Regions from separate parts of the Oryctolagus cuniculus genome. Here region 2 is linked to region 1. A link is a contact called in public Hi-C data. All regions are on one chromosome and are shown on one strand. Each heading gives the region's core, a stretch centred on a gene start, on an enhancer-like site or on the middle of the called end of the contact. The rest is flanking DNA. Distances are from core to core; before and after follow the strand shown. Region 1 has its middle 7.7 kb from the start of NEPRO. Region 2 has its middle 77 kb from the start of NEPRO.

The links. A called contact is a pair of places that touch in the nucleus more often than the background predicts.
Region 2: a contact with region 1 is called in a Hi-C map of embryonic fibroblasts, with 1.8 times the contacts expected there. The contact joins two enhancer-like sites. A contact is called at or near these places in 3 of 6 Hi-C or Micro-C datasets (ear pinna, embryonic fibroblasts and skin fibroblasts).

What each region holds. Positions count from the first base shown.
Region 1 is chr4:69,050,241-69,054,718 of mOryCun1.1, reverse strand. No RefSeq gene overlaps it. Among named protein-coding and RNA genes, the nearest start is that of NEPRO, 7.7 kb to the right of the region's middle. Within about 2 kb of position 2,133, at least 1 of the 8 cell types and tissues checked has an H3K27ac peak or open chromatin away from gene starts, as enhancers often do.
Region 2 is chr4:69,119,731-69,124,093 of mOryCun1.1, reverse strand. No RefSeq gene overlaps it. Among named protein-coding and RNA genes, the nearest start is that of NEPRO, 77 kb to the right of the region's middle. Within about 2 kb of position 1,298, at least 1 of the 8 cell types and tissues checked has an H3K27ac peak or open chromatin away from gene starts, as enhancers often do.

The DNA.
Region 1 (4,478 bases), core at 884-3,383:
TTTCTGAACCCCTGCCCTACCTCAAAACTGGGTCTTAGCTCTGCTCTATGATGAAGAGGTTGATAACTGGCCGGGAGTCGCTGAGGAAATACAACAGGCTACAAATTGCAACAGGCTAAACCAAGGTACACTGAAATCATTTTCCAAAGCGGACAGAGGAAGACGGTGATAGAACACACACGTCATTCAGATCCAATAAGACTACTTACTAAAGGCCGCATACTGCTGGTTTGCAAATCTTTGAACTCAAGGAGCATTTTAAAACACTGGAGTTTTGGGCACTGGCATTGTGGTACAGCAGGTTAAGCTGTTGCCTGCAATGCCGACATCCATGAGAGTGCTGATTTGATTCCCTTCTGCTCCACTTCTGCTCCAGCTCCCTGCTAATGCGCCAGGGGAAGCAGTGGAAGATGTCTTAAGTATACCCATGTCACCTATGTGGGAGACCCAGATGGAGTTTCTGCTTTCTGGCTTCAGCCTGGCCCAGCCCTGGCTGCTGTGGCCATTTGGGGAATAAACTAGTATATGAAAGATCTCTCTCTCTCTCTCTCTCTCTCTCTCTCTCTCTCTGTAACTCTGCATTTCAAATAATTTTTTAAAAATCTTTTAAAAAATACTAGAAGTTTTGATTTCACACTTGAGAGGATGACATGGAATCCATTGTTGTCATGGTACTACATTGGCATTGCTATACTGAAGTTCAAGTGCTATAACCGATGCCATGTGCCCATCAATCACAATTTAAAAAGTCAGGCAATACCCCCTGCCCTTCAGCTCAGAAAGTCTATGCCCCATAGCAGTGTTCCAGATAAAACAGAACAATTTGGATTTTCAGAAACATAGTATTTTTTTAGTGTAAGCTTTTCCCAAGCTAAGTTCACTTACCTGAAATTCAAATTTAACTGAACACCTTTTTTTTTTTTTTTTAATTTGCTAAATCTGGCAACGCTATTCCAGAGGTGGAGGATCTTCCATTTGTTCTGTCACCTGCACCAAGAGGGGGCATATCTTGTAACTCTGGAACATTTCAGCTCATGTTGGACTGAAGAAATCACCATCTGGCAGGTTTAGAAAGAGTGTCTAAACTGGATTTTCCAATAGCATGTTGTTCTCAGGTGTGGTACATTCCTTAAGTCTTTTCTTCATCCGGCTAATATTCCTTGAGCATCTAAAATGTTCTAGGTACTCAGGATAAAAGAAAGAACTAAACATGTCTGTTCTCATTGTGCCTTATGCTCATAGGGGAAAATTTTCAATGCTAATTTTATATCTCAGAGTTGTCCTCAATCAGATGTGACTCCATATGTTGCTGGTTTTTACCACACTTTAATACCTTGTCACTATTGGAATGCACCTGCTTACTGCCCTGATCCTGTTTTGTCTTATACTCCTGATGCACAATTCTTGCTATGCCAGCTTCTTTTATAGTAGATTCCATGAGAATAGGTAGCAAGAAAAACTGGTGTACAGAGAAAGCTTTTAGGAGCATGGCTGTCCCAACTTAAGCACTTTTGCTCTTGGCATTCACACATGGATGGATGGGGATCTTGAACCTGCTGCATGTACAGAGACCAGCTTTCTTGACCATTGTAGCCCTCAAAACCAGCATTTGAAAGATTCCAGTAACAACGTCTGGAGCAGAAAGGATGGCTCTTGCTCAGAGCTTGGTTCCGCGGCAGACACTGAAACGTGGCTTGGCTTTGTGCTTTGGCACAGTTCCAGGGTGTTATGTTCCATTAGGGGCCCTGTGGGAGGAGGCACTGGTACCTTTTCAGAAAGCAGCCAAATCAGGCACAGACTTGCTGGCAGCCCAGCCCGGAGCGCAGGGATCTTACTGATCCATGCCCAGCTCTCAGGAGGTAACTGGCGAGAGAAAAGAAAGCAAAACAAGCAACCAAATCCCTACACACCTTATAAATTTGACTTCGAAATTTTGCCTTAAGGCTGTCAAAGAATAGAAATCATTTCATTTTCTCCAATTCTTGGGCGCTTAGTCTTCACTGGAGAGAAAATACATCCAATTATCAGATTATCAACTCTGTGTGTGTGTGTGTGTGTGTGTGTGTCTAGCCGACCCTGGAATCCCAAATCTGCTCCTTGAAAATCAATTTGGGTTAGGCCAGAATGGCCCAAAGCTTGGTCCTTGGGTCACAAGATCGGCCTCTTGGGGGGGAGGGGTGTCATGTGCCTCTGCTTTGACTGCGAGGTGTTCCTTTGATTATGTGTCTCTCCTCTGCCGGGCACAAATCGACTAGTCTCCACTGTGTCTGAGGTTGTGGAGCTGTGATTCTGTGGCAAGAAAGAACGCACATGAGATTCCTGTGCATGGCTTGTAACTGAAGTTGGCACCACCAACTCACAGCCGGTGATCCAGGCATAGCCTCTTACTGCCCTCTGGTGGAAAGGAGGGGTATTGAATAAGCCATAGCTACTTTTGACTTCTCAAGACTAAGCCATTAAAGTGTCAGTGAAGTCGGCGCTGCCGCTCAATAGGCTAATCCTCCGCCTGTGGCGCAGGCACACTGGGTTCTAGTCCTGGTCGGGGCTCCAGATTTTGTCCCATTTTATCCTCTTTCAGTCCAGCTCTCTGGCCCGGGAGTCCAGTGGAGGATGGCCCAGGTCCTTGGGCCCTGCACCCTTCTCCTAGGAGACCAGGAGAAGCACCTGGCTCCTGCTTTTGGATCAGTGCAGTGCGACAGCCGTAGCGGCCACTGGGGGTGAACCAACGGAAAAAGGAAGACCTTTCTCTCTGTCTCTCTGTCTCTCTCACTGTCCACTCTGCCTGTCAAAAAAAAAAAAAAAGTGCAGGGGTAACACTAAAATGTTCATCTAAAGGTTGTACAATCAATATACAGTAAATTAATGGAGTTTGAATGTAAGGGACACATTAAGTGAATAGAATGAAATCAAATTCTGCAATAGTCTGACTCCTCAGCAACAGGCACCTTATTTATTTTAAGGTTTATCTAATTTATTTGAAAGGTAGAGTTACAGAGAGAGAGAGAGAGAGAGCTTCTATCAGCTGGTTCACTCCCAAAATGGCCTCAACAGCTGGGGCTGGTCCAGACTGAAGCCAAGAACCAAGAGCTTTGTCCGAGTTTCCCACATGAGTAGCAGGGGCCCAAGCACTTCCCCAGGCCATAGCAGAGAGCTGGATCAGAAGAGGAGCAGCCAGGACAGGAACCGGTGCCCATATGGGATGCCAGTGCCTCAGGTGTTGGTTTTACCCATTATGCCACCGTGCCAGCCCTGGGCACTTTATTTTTTAAAACACATTTCAATTTCTTTTTAAAATTTTAATTTAGCAACACAGAGAGATACAGACAGAGAGATTGATCTCAAACCTACTGATTCACTCCCCAAATGCCTGCAACCCTGGGCGTCAGAAATGCAGTCTGCGTCTCCCACCGGGGTGGCAGGGATCCAGCTACTTGAGCCACCACAGCTGCCTCCCACAGTGCACACTGGCAGGAAGCTGACTGAGGAGGAGAAGCTGAGACTTGAACCCGGGCCCTCTAAAATGAAAGGCAGGTGTCTCGGCCTGTACCTTAACTGCTATGCCAAACGCCTTTCAAATAAATAAAATGAATCTTAAAAAAAAAAAGGAAACCCACATTTTCTTTTGAAATATAATTTGCAAACCAAAGTATTGAGCAGATAGCCTCACTTGCATTGGGGGGCCTCTCAGAAGGTCTGATCTCCCTAGCACAGGTAATCTAAGTCACTCCCTTTTTCTGTTTGCTGGGCACTTCATTTTTTGTTTCTCTCTCCAAAACCTTTCTTTTCTTCAACTATCATCTCCTGTATCTTGAGTTGATTATGAGATTCTTGTCTTTAAACATTTCCAGAAAGTCAGAATCAGTATTTGACCCAGGAAAATTGAAATTCTTTTTTTTAAAGATTTTATTTATTTATTTTAGAGATAGAGTTACAGACAGTGAGAGGGAGAGACAGAGGGAAAGGTCTTCCTTCTGGTGGTTCACTCTCTAAATGGCTACAATGGTTGGAGTTGCACTGATCTGAAGCCAGGAACCAGGTGCTTCTTCCTGGTCTCCCACGTGGGAGTAGGGGCCCAAGGACGTGGGCCATCTTCCACTGATTTCCCAGGCCACAGAAGAGAGCTGGATGGGAAGAGGAGCAGCTGGGACTAGAACTGGCACCCATATGGGATGCCAGTGCCATAGGCAGAGGATTAACCTAAAGCGCCACAGTGCCAGCCATGGAAAATTGAAATTCTTAAGCACTCTAGATTTTAGCTAGGATTTGTACCTGTTCTTCTAGAAATTCCAAAACCAAACTCATTTCAGAAATCCAAGTGAAATATCTCAGACTCAGAACTCCTGAGAGGGCCTCCAGGCAAGTGAGGCTATCTCCCAATACTTTTTGCAAATTACATTGCAAAACAAAATGCAGTTTTTTTTAAAAAAATATTTGTTTCATTTATTTGAAAGACAGTTATGGAGAGGTAGGGGCAGAGA
Region 2 (4,363 bases), core at 49-2,548, 70 kb before region 1:
CTTAAACAGCATCCTAACCACTAGGCCAAACACCCATCCCTCAACAATAATTTTTTTTATTTGACAGAGTTAGACAGTGAGAGAGAGAGAGACAGAGAGAAAGGTCTTCCTTCTGTTGGTTCACCCCAAAATGGCCACTACAGCCGGAACAACAATGATCCTAAGCCAGGAGCCAGGTTCTTCTTCCTGGTCTCCCATGCGGGTGCAGGGCCTAAGCACTTGGGCCATCCTCCACTGCCCTCCCGGGCTACAGCAGAGAGCTGGACTGGAAGAGGAACAACTGGGACAGAATCTGGTGCTCTGACCGGGACTAGAACAGTGAGCCATGGCGCTGGCCCCTCGACCCCTCGACAATAATTTTTAACTCTACCTTTCTTATCCATTCCTTGGGGAGAAATGACTAAACAAAATAAATTGTATTCTTTGTTTGCAAAACTCTTTTCATTTTTGCAGTGGATTTTTCAGCCAAAATTATTTGCCCTAAAGCTATTTAGTGAATGTCTTAGTTGAAGACGTTACAAAAGACTGCCGACAATTCAAGCTCCTTTTTATGACTGTGCCCATCAGTTGAAATGCTGCTGATACTATACTCATGTACACAAACTTACTCAGACCGGTCTTCAGAAAGATGTAATTTATGATAGTACAGGGCAGCAGCAGGTCACATGGTGAAAAACATGCGCGTACAGAAGAAAACAAAAACAAGTAATTATTTAATTTTGTGAGTCATCCTAATAATACTATGTAATCTGCCAGATACTTTGAGCATCCAACAAAGAGACCGCGGCACTTAGGATAGCATGAGGCATAGTATCATGACCATATTTCCAGTAAAGTCGTTGGTTGTTCATGCCATCCGATAGCCCACCCTTCTTCCAGAACTTCCTATGGAGGAGTCAAGGCCCTCTACTCGTTCCCACCACCATCAGATCAGGGAAAATGACCAAACTGTTGATGAAGTTGGTTTGGGTGATTACTAGGGTGTGCTGTTGCCATCAATCAGCAGCTACAAGAAGCACAACCTCAGTTTTGCCACTTCCACAATGGGGGCTTCTTATCATCTCAGCTGAACACACTAGAATAATGTCAGAATGTTAAAAACAAAAATCTACCAAGCTAGATGTTCTGTGGAAGGGCATGGTACAAAGTACAGCGACTGCTACAGTACCTTAAGAAATGTAAGTCACTCTGGGACCCTAACAGCCTTTATGCAGAAGTCCATGTAAGACTTCGTTTTGAATCTCATCAACGTGTTCCTTGTTTATTGAATGTAAAAAGGACCTTAGTGCTCAACTATTAGCATTCCTAGAGCAAGGCCTAAAACAAAGTATTACAATGAGGTTGCTGTTCAATCATATCGGCAACAGGCTGATCTTTCAGGGTGATTTGTCTTTGCATCTTCTTCCTTCTTTTCCTTCTGGAAACCTGTAACCCCCTCTATCTCTCTCTCTCTCTCTCTTTCTCCCTCTGTGTGTGTGTGTTGTAAGCTCCCATGTACCCTGCCTATTTTCTGCTGGGGACCCAGTGGGCGCAGGTCTCAAGAATACAGAAGCTGTGCCTGTGTTGCCAAGTAAGGCTTTGATTTCCTTTGTTTCCTGCTGCTGGAGCCTCCTTGGCTGATTAAGTCCCAGGCTTCTCCCAGGTTTTGTTGGCCCATGAATGGAGCCTCTTCAGTGCTCACTGGAGTGCGGTGTCATTGATACTTCCTCTGCCTGTCTCCCTCCCTCTCCCAGCCCAGCTGAGCTGATGGATTAATTCTGAGTGTTTGGAAGGCTCACAGGCAGAAATGCAAGCTGGGTAGAAAAGAGGGTTAGGGTTTGATGAGACCACAGAGACCTTCCTCCTCATTTTGTTTAATTGAGCTTAATTGAGGCCCAGGGCAGAGGCAGTTAAGGGCCTGGCCCAAGTCTCACAGTGGGTTAAGGCAGGACTTGACTTCCTGAGTTTTCAACTTTTACTCTTCCTGCTGCAAGCTTTTCTCAGAAGGAAGCCAGCGAGAACTGTTACTCTGCTAAAGAACAATGCTACTGTATTCAGACACAGAACAATGGTGCTGTTTGCAGACCCAGAACAGTGACTGTGTCTAGATCCCAAACAGGGACACTGTGTCTAAGCAGGACAATGACACTCCATCTAGACCCAGAACAGAGACACTGTACCCAGGCCTGGAATATTAACAGTGTATCCTAACAAAAGGATGATGTTATGTCCAGGTACAGGTCAGTAACAGTGTATCTAGACATAAAACAATTACACTGCATCCAAAACCAGAACGACACTGAATCCAGACCCAGAACAGTAACAGTGTGTCTAAATCCAGAACAATGGCAATGGATCCTGACCCAGAACATTGGACCCAGTATCATTGGATCTACAGCAATCTTTCACATTCTTGCAGCAAAGTGAGAGGCAGGATAACTAAAACCATGGATCCTTTTAATAAATAAAAGATATCTTTCTAAATAAATAAAGGAGATTTGGAATACTCTTTTTAAAACACATAGAAGTCTTATTTTTAACTTTATAGTATTAATGGTCTCTGTACTTTTTTAAAGTTTATTTTTATTGTTTGAGAGAGAGAGAGAGAGATTTTCCATCTATTGGCTCACTCCCCCAAATGCTCACAGCAGCTGGGCTAGGCCAGACTGAAGCCAGGAAGTCCATCTTGATCTCCCTTGTGGGTGGCAGGGACTGAAGTACTTGAGCCATTTTCTGCTGCTTCCCAGGGTGCACATTAACAGGAAGTTAGATCAGAAATGGAGCAGGAACTATGAGATGGGATGTGGATGTCCCAAGTGGTGACTTAACCTGCTGCACCACAGGGCCCACCTGTGGAACACTTTCTAATAACAGCCAGAAAACTGCTAATGAGAGCCTTGCTTATTTTTATTTTCCATCCATACCCACCAATCTCACACACATCCCCAAACCCTTGAGTCTGCAGAGTATCTGTCCTCAGCTTGGGAAAAGACTCTGGCTTCTGACAATTTTGCTCTTTAGAAACAACATTTTGTGGGACTCACTACTTCCTGACCACATATATGTTTGCTTGAGTCTTCGCACTAAGATGTCGGCCCCATTTGGACTTTGTTTGTTGAGTAGTGTATCCCTCTCCGTGGCTCATAATGCTATGTCATATTAAGCATTTCAAAAGTAGGATGAATGAATGAATGAATGAAAACTACCTGCTCGTACAGTAGCACCAAGAAGAAACAGAGTGTACCCTTAGCTAGATGGGCGGGAAAGGACTTGTTCTACCTTGGCTCTCAGTCCCTCCCAACTCCCTTCCTCTTTCACCACCTTCTCTGAACTCCAAACTCTGGCTTCCCATCCTTCTCAGAACAACCTGGTTCCTCATCTTCACAACAGAATGTACACAGCTGATGACCATTTAGAAGTAATGCCTTCCACAGGGCATATTAGAAAAACTTGAGTCCTCGACAATGGAATTGTGGGTATTGGCCACCAGACAGGAGATGGGTAGAAGGTGCTGGGTCGTGGTGGGGCCCATTCTAAGCCAGCTTGTTCACAGCTTCACAGCGTTGTCCCTCATCAGAATGGAAATCCGAGAAACTTCGCCATTGATGTGGAATGGTGACCAGAAAGCGGCCAGATCTTGTCAGCAAATGGCCAGTGGTGGAAAGGATATGAGGAAAAATAGGTCACTCTTCTGTTGATGTTCCCAGTACAAATTAGCCCTTTGAAACACAATTTGGCAATACCCAGGGAAAGCCAAATACTACTCAAGCCATCTGATCAAGGCATCTTACTTCTGTGAGCCTACTCTAAGAAATAATCAAGAAGAGAAAAGCTGTTTTCACAAAGAGTACATTTTCATATTATTCCTAGTATTTAGAATTTAGATAATAAAAACTAAATGATGACTAACAATAAGAAAAACAATGCAAGTTACACAACAAGGACAGATCTGAGTTACGTTACATCTGAGCTACTTGCTAGCTAGGAGAACTTGGGTAAATTATTCATCATCTGCAAGCTTCAGTCTCCCTTTCTGTAAAATTCTATTGCTGTAATAATTGCACCCACTTTATGGAGCGGTGAGGATTAAATTAGATCATTGCAGATAATGTCCTTAGCACAGTGCCAGGCACACAATTACCACTTATTATTACTTCAAAAGGTGGCATTACAACTTTGTGGAATGAATCAGCGGACTGAAACATCCAAATTTCCCAATATCCTCTGTAATGGACACCACAGGCACCATACTGAGGCCGGAGGCCCCATTATATGGACACACCTTCCTATGAGTATGAGTTTGGGATTTGATTCCAAACAAGCAGGACTCAAAAGTATCTTTGCCTAGAGGTTGTCTCACATTTTCATGCCCAATTAACAAAAA